2 separate regions of the Macaca mulatta genome follow, and region 2 is linked to region 1. The links are chromatin contacts, called in public Hi-C maps. All regions are on one chromosome and are shown on one strand. Each heading gives the region's core, a stretch centred on a gene start, on an enhancer-like site or on the middle of the called end of the contact. The rest is flanking DNA. Distances are from core to core; before and after follow the strand shown.

Evidence for each region. A called contact is a pair of places that touch in the nucleus more often than the background predicts.
Region 2: a Hi-C map of cortical neurons shows a contact between it and region 1, with 2.9 times the contacts expected there. The contact joins the promoter of ALG3 here to the promoter of ABCF3 in region 1. A contact is called at or near these places in 4 of 14 Hi-C or Micro-C datasets (cortical neurons, fetal cortex germinal zone, fetal cortical plate and 1 more).

What each region holds. Positions count from the first base shown.
Region 1 is chr2:96,319,677-96,323,571 of T2T-MMU8v2.0, forward strand. ABCF3 (ATP binding cassette subfamily F member 3) reads left to right here and starts at 2,303. Exons shown (of 22, transcript XM_077991879.1): 1 at 2,303-2,384; 2 at 2,611-2,758; 3 at 2,898-2,977; 4 at 3,500-3,546; 5 at 3,769-3,866. AP2M1 (adaptor related protein complex 2 subunit mu 1) reads left to right here. Exons shown (of 11, transcript NM_001260598.1): 11 at 1-180.
Region 2 is chr2:96,381,862-96,385,918 of T2T-MMU8v2.0, forward strand. It overlaps ALG3 (ALG3 alpha-1,3- mannosyltransferase), which reads right to left and starts at 1,520. Exons shown (of 9, transcript XM_077991882.1): 1 at 1,194-1,520. It overlaps EEF1AKMT4 (EEF1A lysine methyltransferase 4), which reads left to right and starts at 1,535. Exons shown (of 3, transcript XM_015131481.3): 1 at 1,535-1,859. The coding sequence starts at 1,664.

The sequences.
Region 1 (3,895 bases), core at 1,053-3,552:
TCCCACGCCTGTGGCCGCACCTCTGGAGTGGGAGGGTCGGTTGCACCCCTCACCTCAGAGCTCTCCCAAAGGCCAGTAACGGATCCCCAGCCCTCAGTCCCTAGTCTGCTTTGGGATAGTGTGAGCTTCATTTTGTACACGTGTGACTTCGTCCAGTTATAAACCCAATAAACTCTGTAGAGTGGAGTTGCTGGCTAAGTGTTGATGTGGGAGCTACGTGGGGAGGGAACTGGTGTTGCTCTCCCCGCAGTTTTCTGTTCTGAATACTCTAAAAGCTCTTTCCTTGTCTTGTCCCAGTTAGGCGTCTCCTGGGCCATCCAAGCCCCTATCCTTGTGGGTTTTGGGCCCAGGTTTTCTGGCTCCTCTAAGAAAGCCTCAAGGGCAAGCAGCCTCAGCAGGCCCCAGTACCCTGGGGGTAGATCTTTCCCTAGCTCTTTTTTATTCCCCCTGGTCCTCGGACTCCTAGGCTCAAGAGATCTTTAGCCTAGGATCCAGAGGCTGCCTCAGCCTCTGGAGTAGCTGGGATTACAAGCACGCGCCACCACAGCACCCAGCTCTTTCTCTAATTCTTAGGCAGATGTTTTCTAATTAGATTAGGTATAGATTAAGTGAAGTTTACGTTTGGTCTTATAGCCATCCTAAGAAATTGACCTTTTAATTCCATCATTTACCCATGCTTCCCAAATCTTGCTGAGTGGGTGGTAGGAGGAAAGATTTGCAAGCAGAATAATACAATGGACTGGGTGCGGTGGCTCACACTGTAACCCCAGCGCTTTGGTAGCCGAGGTGGGTGGATCACCTGAGGTCAGGAATTCAAGACCAGCCTGACCAACATGGAGAAACCCTGTCTGTACTAAAATTACAAAATGAGTTGGGCATGGTGGTGCATGTCTGTAATCCCAGCTGTTCGGGAGGCTGAGGCAGGAGAATGGCTTGAACCCAGGAGGTGGAGGTTGCAGTGAGCCAAGATCGCGCCATTGCATTCCAGCCTGGGCAACAAGAGTGAAACTCTGTCTCAAATAAAAAAAAAAAAATATATATATATATATATATAAATGCATCTCCATGTCTCATCACCGAACTTCAACTATGATCAATGTGTGACCTGTTCCTTAATATCACATCCAATCTGTGTTCACTAACCAGGTGTCTTACCAAATTTTTCCAGACAAGGTTCATTGTGGTTGGCTAATGCTTCTCAAATTTTAAAAATCGATGTTTCCCTTCAGGTCTTGCAATTTTGTCGAAGAAACCAGAGTTCTGTAGTTTGCCTGTTGTCCCCAAGAAGTCACTTAACATATTCCTCTTTACCTGTATTTCCTGTAAAATGATTCAGTATCCGGATTGACTCCTCATGATGGCAGTGTTTAATCCAAAGGGGTGAATGGGTAATATAGTTTTCGGTGCCACTTTTAGAGAACCATCGGAGGAATATTTACGATTTAAATGTAAAGCAGTAGCGTCATTTTGGAGGAAATTCCTAACTTCCTGAGGGAATCGGTGAAAGGAAATAGCCTTTTACTGGCATTTACTGAGTGCGGAGAAGTCTGCTTTGGGTGTATGTAGGGAATAATTTATACAGGCCACATTGTCCTGGTTTTCTTGCCCTTTGGCGGTGGATTTGGTCGTGCCCTGGAGTGGTGGAAGAACTGAATTGGCTTAATTCACAAAGGTCGGCTGAATTATACAGTGTGAAGAGGCAAGTCGCGGCGGGGAGGCGGGTGGCGCTGGCAACCAGGCTGACGAGCCGTAGGGTCTGAGGACCCGCGAAAGCAAAGCACTGAGCAGGGGGCTTCTGAGAGGGACCGGGGTGAGTCAGCAAAGCTCTGGGCGGGCTCCAAAATGGACCTGGCTGGGTGCGCAGCAGCAGCAGCAGCAGCAGCAGCAGACGCGCCTCGAGGGAGCGCATAAAACCTGGCAAAGCCAAAATACTTTATCAGCCGCTTGCCTCTTGGGAGGCTCCCATCCGCCAGACCACCGGTGCCTCGCGGCCCTGATAAAACTTGAGCTCCACCCCACCGCTCGCTCCGGGAACTCCACCTCCCAGAAGGCAGCAAGAACCGCACAGGGGGGTAATCTTTCAGCGGAAAAGGTGTCGCGCACGCGCAGAGAGAGCTGCTCCGGCGCAGACTCGGCGCCTCTCCTCAAGGCCCCGCTCGCCCCGCCCACCGGGCTTCGCGCACTCCGCTCCTTTCTTGCGTCGCCGCTACGCATGCGCCTTGCAAGGAAGGGCGAGTTTCGGGGGCAGGGCGGGGGGCGGGCCTAGGCCGGGGTCTCACAGCGACTGCGCGGACGGGCTCCTGACTGGAACATGGCGACTTGCGCCGAAATCCTGCGGAGCGAGTTCCCCGAAATTGACGGACAAGTCTTCGACTACGTGACGGGTAAGCGGAACTGAATCGGCCGGCTGGGGAGACCGAAGTGGAGGCTGGGGGAAAGTCTAAACGAGCGTCGTGCCTGGGACTGTTGCCAGGCCTCTCCTCTGCATGACCTCTTGTCCCGGGGGCCGGTTGGGTCTGGAGCCTGGACTGGGGCCTCTGTCTGGGGACTGAAGCTGCTTGTGTGTTCACCCTACCCGATACCTTCCTCGTTCTACCACGCCCTGCCCAGGCGTCTTGCACAGCGGCAGCGCGGACTTCGAGTCCGTGGATGACCTGGTGGAAGCTGTGGGGGAACTATTGCAAGAGGTGTCCGGGGACAGCAAGGATGACGCGGGCATCAGGGCCGTGTGCCAGCGCATGTACAACACTCTGCGCCTGTATGTGCCAGGGAGTAGGGGTTGATGGGGGCGAAAGGGCGGCGAACGGTCCGGAGACAAGAGGTGGGGGAAGAAGATCTGATGGCCATAGAGCTTTTCCTTCAACTCCTAACTGCGCTTTCTATCCCTACCCACATAGGGCTGAGCCACAGAGCCAGGGAAATAGCCAGGTGCTACTGGACGCTCCCATCCAGTTGTCAAAGATAACAGAGAACTACGGTGAGAGTCAGGGGAGGTTGAACTAACTGCCCTCCTGTCCTTTTCTGCGCCCCCAACCATCTGCTCCCTGCAGCTTAGGGCTCCTACGTCTTTTCCACAGGACAGGGTTGTAAGAGCTAGTTGATGTCTTCACAGAGGGCAAAAGAGCCCATGATGGGGATGGGGAGGAGGTTGGAGGATTCTCCCAGCTCTTGGGTATGGTAGGAAGCATAAGAACCTGGAGCTGGACAGACTTGCTTTCACCCCCAATTTTGCAACTTACCAGCTGCATGATCTTGTAAGAGTTGGTTATCTGTCCCCAGCCTCGTCTATGCCTCTTTATCCTTTTATGTGAGTTTTTTGTTTGTGTGTTTGTTTTTGTTTTGTTTTGTTTTAGTGCAGGGAAGATAATAGCCATCTATCTGCAGGATTATAAGGCTTTATAGAAAACGTCTGTGTCTGTGCTTGGTTCATATTAGTCACTCAAAGTGTTAGTTTCCCTTCCCTCAGGGAGAAGGTGACTGCTTTTCTTATCGCTTACAGACTGTGGAACCAAACTTCCAGGACTGCTAAAGAGGGAACAGTCCTCGGTGAGGAGGAGGAAGCAAGGGAGGGGACTGTGTCTGTGATGGGGTTGGGAGTTGACTGTCTAATTGGAGTATCTTTTTGGGGGATTTCTGACTATGTCTTTCCCTGAGCCTTTGAGTCTGTTCATCATGGGTAAGTTAAGAGGGTTTACTCGAGATGTTCTCTCTTGGGGTTCCTTTCTGAGCCTACACCCTAGAGTGAAGTAGATGTGTTTGGACCCTTAGACAGTGAATGCAAAGAAGTTGGAGAAGGCCGAGGCTCGACTTAAGGCAAAGCAGGAGAAGCGCTCAGAGAAGGACACGCTCAAGACCAGCAACCCTCTGTGAGTGGGGGAAGCATGGCCCAGAAGAG
Region 2 (4,057 bases), core at 270-2,769, 61 kb after region 1:
TTTAAGTGACTTCCTATGCCCTTTATGGCATTCTGTCTTACTACCATGATGAATACGATGCATTATCATTGCCTGCTAACTTATTGTCCAGACCGGAGTTAGAAATGCATCTCTTATTCACCACTGTACCTCTCTCTGGTAATATAGTAAGCACTAAATAAATATTTAGTGCATATAATAAGCACTAAATAAATATTTGTTGAATTAAGAGTCTTTAGCAAGAAAGTCAAGTGCCTTAAGCCTAGAGTATAGTTTCAGCCTGGAAAAGAGTAGCCAATAGTGCCTAATGGACTCAAGTGGTCACAAAATGCCATCATTGAGAAGGGACGTTCAAAGATCACAGAACTGAATACATGGAAAAAGCTGAGATTCAGGAGGAGACCTGAGGTGTCCAAAGCCACAGAGAAAAGCAGCAACAGCAGCAATACAACAATTTTGGCTCAAATCTGACTTCTAAGCTAGTTCGCAGGCTGTAAGTTCAGTGCAGAAGGCCAATCTCTAGGGTATCCACCTCTGCCATGCGGGCAGATTAAGATCCGGTTTCTGTAGAGCAGGCTTGGAGCTCAGGTAAGGGATATGTATGGGTTTGCAATTGATGAGTGAGTGGATACAGAGTCTGGTTTTGAGTTCCAGGTCTGAGATCCAGTTTGGGTCGCGGGTTCAGGTCTCCCTCCCTCCCCTCCCCTCCCCTCCCCCTCGGCGCACTCACATGCCACCCTGTGAATGACCCAGAAGGTGATGCCCACCTCCGCCAGGCAGAGGCAGGCGGCCACCAGCAGCGTGTAGCGCGGCTCCCGCAGCAGCAGGCGCCGCTCTTGCCAGGCGCGCTGCAGCCATTGCTTGCAGAGTCCCGCTGCCTGGGCCGCGGAACCGGACCGTCCGCGTTTCCGCAGCCCAGCGGCCATCTTAACGGTGCACCGCTTGTGTGGGCCCACCACCCGCGGAAACCCGAACCTTCGACACTTAGGTTCCGCTTCCCGCGCCTGGCGTCCCACCAGGCTAAGCGCCGATCCGGGTAGCCAGTCTTCATTTACTCCACTAAAATGTAATTTTTCCTCTACATTTGTCTCCTCTGATGCACTCCACGCTCCATAGGAGCAGGAACAATGTCTTACTCCTCAGTTTATACCCAGCCCTAGGTACACAGGCGCTAATTTAGAACGAATGTCCAGAAAAGCAACATTCCTGCCTACCTCCGCTACAGTCCCTGAAGCCAACATTCTACTTCGCTTACGCTGGGAACATCTGTGTTCATGCTGTCTCTCCAGGAGGGCAAAGCCCCTGTTCGCGCCCCTCCTGCCTCTGCTTAGAGCCTTCCGGATGCTGAGAAAAATGAACCTTTCACTGATTTTCAGACTTCCTAATAAAAGTAATTCACATTGAAAATATGAGAGGACGCAGTGATGAGCCCACGTGAGTCTGACACCATGAATGCAGCTCTAGGAAATGAGTTGGCAATACAGCCGGAGGATTCAGGGTCTGGACGATGGTTTTCCCAGCCGGAGGATTGTTCAAAGAGCGCTTAGTAAAGGACGGAAGTTCCACGTGTTTGTGTTGAGCAACTGCAGGTGGTGGGCGGAGACACCAGGGCCCAGCCTTCTGCATCCTGCCGTCCGTATTGGCTGAAGGGCCGGCGGCTCTGGCAGTCCCCGCGGTTGAGAGCATGGCTTCTCCAGGGGCCGGTAGAGCGCCGCCGGAGTTACCGGAGCGGAACTGCGGGTACCGCGAAGTCCAGTACTGGGATCAGCGCTACCAAGGCGCAGCCGATTCTGCCCCCTACGATTGGTTCGGGGACTTCTCCTCCTTCCGTGCCCTCCTAGAGCCGGAGCTGCGGCCCGAGGACCGTATCCTTGTGTTAGGTGGGTAATCCCGGCGCGGCCCCGCCAGGTAGAGCTGGCAGGACCGGCGCCGCGCGGGCTTGGCCCGGTCCGCTTTCCTCCCGCCTGTCTACCCTCTTGGAGGACGCCTGAGTTGGGACGCGAGATCCAGCTCCTTCAGAGTCCCGGCTGTATTTAGTCAAGGCAAATAGAGTAAGAGATTGTCGGTCCCGGGGCCCTCGGGAGAAAGACACCCCCTCAGGGTTTGAACGTGGGGGGTACCCAAGAAGACCGTGTCCGGACCCTCGGGAGGCAGGCAGCCTTGGGGACCGAATTGCTCAGAGGACCTAGTTCAAGTCCTATCGCTAATTGACTTCTGTAACTTAGGACAAGTCATGAACCGGTTCTGAGCTTTAGATTCAGTTCTAGAAATGGGACTGCGAGTTCACATCGGAGGCGGCACGCGCAGGCACCTCGAGAATAATGCCCAGTGCTTTTCTTTTTACTCCTGGGCACTGGGAGCCAGAGTCATCTAGAGAGAGTCCTATCTGAAACTTGGTCCTATGCCTTAGAGAGTGAGAACAGCACCCTCTAAGGGTGGAGGGGAGATTGCCGCCCAGGGTGATGCGATTCCCCAAAGGGAAGACGTGCTGGAGGAAAGGTAGGGCTCTGGGGTGTTCGGCTGTCCTCTTGAGGTTCTCTCCTACTGTCAACCTTGGAGGCGCTAGTAAAGTTTGAATGAGCAACAGGTTTTCTTCCAATTGTCGTTTTTACTTTGCTCTTTGTAAAAGCCTTTTTGTATGTTTAAGTGACGTCTTTAATAAATAAAAGATATATGTAATATAGTACATATGTAAGGTATAAATAACAAATCTAATGTGTGTGTCTATTCCACTCAGTTTGAGAAATAGAACATTACTAGGGATAGAAAAAAAGTATAATTTAGTGGTTAAGAACTAGACTGGGCGCGGTGGCTCACGCCAGTAATCCCAACACTTTGGGAGGCCAAGGCGGGCGGATCACCTGAGGTCGGGAGTTCGAGATCAGTCTGACCAACATAGAGAAATGCCATCTCTACTAAAAATACAACAGATTAGTCGGGTGTGGTGGCACATGCCTGTAATCCCAGCTACTTGGGAGGCTAAGGCAGGAGAATCACTTGAACCCGGGAGGTGGAGGTTGTGGTGAACCAAGATCGTGCCATTGCACTCCAGCCTGGGCAAGAAGAGCAAAACTCCATCTCAAAAACAAAACAAAATAAAACAAAAAGAACCTGGACTGTGGGCTGGGCTCACGGTTCACGCTCGTAATCCCAGCACTTTGGGAGGCCAAGGTGGAAGGATCACTTGAGTGCAGGAGCTCAAGACCAGCCTGGGCAACATAGTGAGATCCCATCTCTACAAAAAATTTAGGTCAGAGTGGTGGCTTATGCTTGTAATCACAACACTTTGGGAGACCAAGGCGGGTGGATCATTTGAGGTCAGGAGTTCAAGATCAGCCTGGCCAACATGGTGAAACCCTGTCTCTACTAAAAATACAAAAATCAGCCAGGTGTGGTGGCACGTGCCTCTAATCCCAGGTACTTGGAAGGCTGAGGCAGGAGAATTGCTTGAGCCCAGGAGGTGAAGGTTGCGGTGAGCCAAGATTGCACCACTCCACTCCAGCCTGGGCAACAGAGTGAGACCCTGACTCAAAAAAAAAAAAAAAATTAAAAATTAGCTGGGTATGGTGGCCTGTGCCCATAGTCCCAGCTACTCAAGAGGCTGAGGCAGGAGGATCATTTGAGCCAGGAGATCCAGGCTGCAGTGAACTGTGATGGCTCCACTGGGCTTCAGCCTAGGTGACAGAATGAGACCCTGTCTCAAAACAAAGCAAAACAAAAAACAAACAAAAAACCATCTTGGACTCTAGAGGCAGTGAATGATGTTGGAATCTTGGCTCAGCTTTTACTGGCTGTGTAATCCTGGACAAAATACTTGAATTTCTGTGCTTCCATTTTCTCAACCTTAAAAACATAAGCATATTTATTAATTGGGCTTTAAGATGATTAAATGAGCATGAAGTATACCTAAAACAATGCCTGGCAAAATGAAAAGTATATTCAAGGTTCTCTGTGTGGTCCTCCTAAAACCCCTTCTCCCCACAAGTAAACACTTTCTTGAATCTGTGATTTTAAACCATTGCACTTATTTATCAATTTACCATAGATCTATGTTTTCTCAAGCTTTAGTGTGTATCAA